2 separate regions of the Canis lupus genome follow, and region 1 is linked to region 2. The links are chromatin contacts, called in public Hi-C maps. All regions are on one chromosome and are shown on one strand. The core of a region is the stretch at or near the end of the contact, and the rest is flanking DNA. Distances in the headings are between cores, read along the strand shown.

What was found. A called contact is a pair of places that touch in the nucleus more often than the background predicts.
Region 1: a contact with region 2 is called in a Hi-C map of blood, with 2.2 times the contacts expected there. The contact joins the promoter of ZCCHC2 here to the enhancer-like site in region 2. A contact is called at or near these places in 2 of 9 Hi-C or Micro-C datasets (amygdala and blood).

Annotation. Positions count from the first base shown.
Region 1 is chr1:14,467,687-14,470,436 of UU_Cfam_GSD_1.0, forward strand. It overlaps ZCCHC2 (zinc finger CCHC domain-containing protein 2), which reads right to left and starts at 1,499. Exons shown (of 16, transcript XM_038525862.1): 1 at 1,323-1,499; 2 at 533-1,321. The coding sequence starts at 1,499.
Region 2 is chr1:14,430,783-14,433,482 of UU_Cfam_GSD_1.0, forward strand. It overlaps ZCCHC2 (zinc finger CCHC domain-containing protein 2), which reads right to left. Exons shown (of 16, transcript XM_038525862.1): 7 at 1,696-1,790. Among named protein-coding and RNA genes, the nearest start is that of ZCCHC2, 37 kb to the right of the region's middle. Within about 2 kb of position 1,254, at least 4 of the 20 cell types and tissues checked have an H3K27ac peak or open chromatin away from gene starts, as enhancers often do. A contact at or near this core is called in blood, where this site is marked.

The DNA of each region.
Region 1 (2,750 bases), core at 249-2,748, 37 kb after region 2:
AGCGGCCGGGAGCGCACCTTCAGGACACCTCCGCGCGGGCTTAAGGCAGAGCTTGAAAACTGTAACCAGAGCGCCAGATGGCGAGAAAGAGGAGGCGCTGCCCGGGGCCAGGCTGAGGCCAACACAGTCACCTCGAGCGCTTCGCCTCTCCCACCACCTAGGGCGAGAGATGCTCCAAGCCAAAAATGTCCCGAGACCCTTCCTCCGAGACGGAGACCAGGCTGGGAGCTCCATGTTTTCCGTGGCAACTCCGGCACGGAAGAGACTTCTAGAGCATTCTGTTATGGCGGGTGCCTGAGTGTGCACGGGTGGGGGGGGGGGGGGGCGGGTGCGGCGTAAGGGTTGGAAGAGTGGAACCGAACCGCCCAACACAACGAAAATGAGTGTTACGGGGCTGGGAGCCGTGGGGTGGGGGGATTCGAAGCCACCTGCGCCGGGCTGCGGCTCGGCCAAGAGGCGTCCGAAAGGCAGGCCAGGGAGGCCGCCGGGGCGGTGACCGCAGCGCGGGTGCTGGGAGGCTCGCGCGCCTTACCTGGGCCCCGGGGCTGGCAAAGTTGCTCGGCTCCACCTCCACCTCCGCGTCCTCGGGGCCCCCGCGGAGCGCAGTGCGGAGCCTCTCCAGGTGCTCCCTCAGGGTGACCCGCTGGTGGAAGGAGAACGCCGGGTGCAGCGAAGCCATGGTGAAGAGCAGCAGCAGTTCCTCCTGGGCCCTGAAGCCCAGCCCGCCGCCCGGCCGGGGCTCGGCGCCGCTGCCTTCCGGGCCGGACCCGTCCTTCTCCGCGTCCTCCTCGCCTTCGCCGTCCTCCCCGCGCTCGCCGGGCTCGTCCTCCGCGCCTCCCCGCGAACCCTCACCCCGAGCCGCGCGCAGGCTCTTGAGCACCGAGTCCACCTGGGGCAGGAGGCGGTGCAGGCGGCCGGCGGCCTCACGGTTCTCCGAGCCCAGCAGCGCCAGGTAGACGATGAGGCGCGAGCGCACGGCCGGCTCTCGGAAGTCGGCCAGCGGCCCCGGGTCCGAGAGGCCGTTGGCCTTGGCCTCCGAGTCGCGCAGGTAGTGGTAGTCCTTGCGCGCCAGGTCCTCCAGGCACGAGCCGAGGAACCGCAGCTCCAGCGGGTTGCACAGGTCCAGCAGCCCGCACATGAACTCCAGGCGCTGCGCCGAGCCCAGCACCAGCCCGAACCACTCGTACACTCGTTCCTGCTCGCGCAGCGCCGCCGCGGGCCCGCCGCCGCCGCCGCCGCCGCCCGGCATGCCCGCCCCCGCCGCTGCTCCGCCAGCAACAGGCGGCCCGAGCCCCCGGGGCGGCGGCGGGGGCGGCGGCGGCGGCGGCGGGGGGGCCCCGCGGCGGGCCCGCGGGCGGCGGCGGCGGCGGGGGGCGGCAGTCTCGGCGGCGGCGCGGCGGCGCCTTTGCGCCCGGCCGTGCGTCTGCCTCGGGCTCCTCCGCCTCGGGCGGCGGCTCCACGGGGTGCGTCGGCTTCAGCGGCAGCTTCATCCTCAGCATCCTCGGCTACGGCGGCGCGGACATGCGAGCGGGGGCGGGCAGGCGGGCGGGGCCGGGCGGGGGGGCGGGGGCCGAGGCGGCGGCGCGGCCGTCAGGAGCGGGGCCCCTCCATGCCGCCGGGGAGGGCCGGGGCCGGGGCCGGGGCCGGGGGCGGGTCTCGGCCGGCGAGGGGGGCGGCGGCCGGCCGGCGGGGTCGCCGGCGTCGTCTTCCCGGGCCGGAGGCGGGGCGTGCCCGCGGCGGCTCCTCCCCCTGGGCTCCGCGCCGGCCTGGGAGCCCGAGCGCGGGTGGGAGCGAGCGAGCGAGCGAGTTCTCCTTCCTCCTCCCTCTCTCCCGTCGTCCGCTCTGGGCTGGGGCGGCGGCGCCCGAGCGGTTCCCTCGCGAGCCGGTGCGGACCCCGCGGCTGGGGGAGGAGGAGGAGCGGCGGGGCCGGGCGGAGACGCTTGCGGGCTCCGCGCAGGCGGCCCGGCCAATCAGCGGCCGGAGGCGACGGTTGCGCGTTTCCCCCGCCCCCGGGGCCGCCTCCCGGGGAGGCCACGCCCAGCTGCTCCGCCGCCGCCTCCCTCTCCCGGCGGCTCCCGCGCGGTCCTAACCTCGGGGCCTGCGGCTTAGGGTAGGAGCGGGCGGGGCCGTGGGGCGGAGGCGCGGAGGCGCGGAGGCGCGGGGGCGAGGTGCGCCCGGGCGGCCGGAGCGTGCGGGGCCCGCGTGAGAGGCCCGGCCGAGGCGTCGCTCCTTCTCCCGGGCCCGAGGCCGACTCCCGACCGCCGCCTGCCCTGCCGGCCTCCGCCCCGGCCGCGGGAGCGTGTCCCGGGAGGCGGGAGGCTCCCCCGAGACGGGCTCCTCCAGCCCTGCCCGCCCGCCCGGCCGACTTCGGGGAGCCGCGGCGGCGTCGCTCCCACCGCAACTTCGCGGGGACGGGTGCGCTGGCGGGCTGGCCCGAGAAGGGAGGCGCCGGCTCGGGAGGCGGGGCCGGGGCCGGGGCCGGGGCCGGGGCGCCGGGGTGGAGGCCGGGGCCGGGGCCGGGGCGGGGGCCGGGGCCGGGCGAGCGCCCCCGCGGGGTGCTGGGCGCTCGGCGCTGCGGTGGGACGCGCGGCCCCGGGGCTCGGAGGGGGCGCTGCTGGGGGGCGCTGCTGGGGGACGCTGCTTGGGGGGGCGCTGCTGGGGGCGCCCCTGGCCTCACTGCCCCCTCTGAGCTCTAACGCTCTTTGGAAGTGTTTTCCAGGGCAGTTCAGCAGGAGTCCCTCTGCGCCCCC
Region 2 (2,700 bases), core at 4-2,503:
TTCAATTTCACAACAATCTGATTATCTTCAAATCTATTAGCTTCTTTAGCACTACTCATAATTTAAATACTGTAAAAGCTCTCGTGATGAGTTTTCTATTATTTATATATGCACTACTCACTTGGGCTAGTTTCCCTGGGCAGCCTGTTAAAATCTGAATTTGAAGTTTAACTTTGGTGTTTCGATGCTTTTTTAGAATTAAACATATGCTATTTAATGATATTCCTTCAAAAGTGCCCATACTCCGTTCCAGCAAAAGCACTGACTGTTAAATCTATACAGTTGTAGGATTAGAATTCTCCTTAAAAAAAAAGAAAAAAAAACCCAAACAAACAACAAAAAAGCTACTACTACCACTAAGACATAAATTTAACCATGGAGTTGCTCATTTTGTCTTATCAACTTGTCATCAAAAGTCTTAATTCTAATTGCTACTTGTTTAAAATATTTAAGGAGCGTGCATGTACATGCACACACACCCTATTAGAGAAACATGACCAAGTTAATCCATGTTATAATATCCAATCATCTTACTTTTTTAAATCTCTTTTTCTTCCACTTAAAAATGAGGAAATACCCATTTTCTTTCCCCTTTAGGTACAAGAAAAATATGAGTTTGCTGAAAACCGAAGATTAAAAAAAATAAATAGCCACTTGCCAGAGTGGCTGTGCTGGAAGTCAGCACATTCTCCTAAAAAGCCCCCATTTGTGTTTCTGGCCAAGTATTTGTTTAAAAAGGCAGTTGAAAAAGTTGTGCCTAAAACGAAACACAAGGCCAACTATAATAAAGGATGAGACATAGGGGCGAATCCAACCTACAGGAATAGAAGAAAATAATTGGGGAAATCTTCGGGAAGCAGTATTTCAGTTGGGTCTTAAAATAGGTGTGATTTCAACGGCTGTGCCAAAAGGAAGGACATTTAAAAGTTCAGGTGCACAACGAGCCAAGGCACTGGGACAGGAAATGGCAGGTGAACTGAGCAGATGCCAAGCTAGAGAGTAGTCAGTGCCTGAGACTCGCAGGAAGGTACAAGGAGGCTCCTGGCAGGGCTTGAATTTCAAACTGAACTTTTATTAAAGTTTTGAAGAGGGGATTACCCAACTGATCCCTGAGGTAATCCTGGGCTAGGTTACAGTAAAGGGAGAAACCAGAATCAGAGGCGAGCGAGGCTTTGTGCAGGGTGTGCATGAAAGAAAGGCTTAACCGCCACCATGGGGATGGGTAAGGAGAGACAGTGTGGCCTGGCCTGTAAGCGGCTGAGCGCAAGAGGAAGCGTGGAAAGGGGAAGGCCAGGGTTTTCAGCCCGGGAGGGTGAGGAGGTCACTACTGGAGCAGGGGCCCAAGAAGGGGAAGGTCGATTCCAAGAGGTTCCACACCATGCATTCAGCAGCGTGGTCCCCCTATGACCCTGCCACCAGGGCTGACAAGGACCCAGAGGAACCAGCGTGTCCATGAGTTGGAGACAGCTGGCCTCTGCCTTGCAATCAGAGTGTTTGGTGACATCAGCTTTCACATGGTATTTTCCTTAGAACTGTAATGTGACCGTCACTGAGAACTATAGATGTCTCTTAACTGTATGCCACCGGGGGCTTTTCCACTCACACTAAACGATCACCCCATCCACACAGGGCAGCACAGTGAAATGAAAACTCTAAGCATGAAAAGAGCTGCTTTCTAAGAGGAGAGGCGCTTACTGAGGCTGTGCAGGGGGTCTGGTGGCATGGCCTGAAAGAAGCTGTGCACTCGCTGACTCTGTAGGAAAGCTTGGGATGAAGTTGAAAATAGCTGCCTGCACAGAAAGAAAAGAGAGGCATTAATTTCACACGGTACAAATCCACTGGAGTCTCAGCTCAGGCTGTAAGGCAAACATATGTGGCAGTTTCATCCAGGTATAAAAATTACATGGTTTTCCTAAGGAAAAGAATATTATCTTCTAATGTATTTCTCATAGGAGAAAGTGAATAAAGTTAAGCCTCTTCACAAAAATCTAATCAACAGGCTTTTTTTTTTTTTCTAATCTATAATCTAGTGGTATGGTTGCAATGCTGGCAAAAAATATGCATGTTATTATTTCAGCCTGTTGTCCCCGTGGTCCAATAGCCATCTTTCTGCTCAGAGTAAGTATTGCAATTCCTTTACCCTTCTTCACAGGTGTACTTGTCCTCACTTGCCTGTCCCATGAAGGCACCTTCCCACACTCTAAATTTAAGAGCCCAGGACGTGGGGGTGCTCAGGGTCCTGGAAACTGCGGAATGCGGTGGTGGTCTGGTTAGTCACAAGTATTACTACATCTGAAGGCATGACTAAGGGTTCATTCCACTGTGTGTCGTACCATCTTTCTGAGCCCTTATCTTTGAAAATCAGCTCTCCCCACATTTGATTAATGTAATTAAAATATTCCAGCTGGAAGTCTTCTCTACAAAGGGACCTGCAATAAGGGGCACAGTGACAGTACAGTCTAATGGAAAGTTTCCTCAAGGATCTGCAAACCAGCTCAACCACTTAAAAGCTGACTCATTGTAAACAAGTTACTTAGCCTCTCAGCTTTATTCTCCTCATAGGGAATAATACTACCAATTCATCAAGGTTATGGCACTCACAGCACACAAAACTGTAACCCTGCTTAATAGACAAATCCCTTTCCATTACTTCTGAACAATTTAAATGCTCATTTAAAATTCTTAAACTTCTCTGGGATG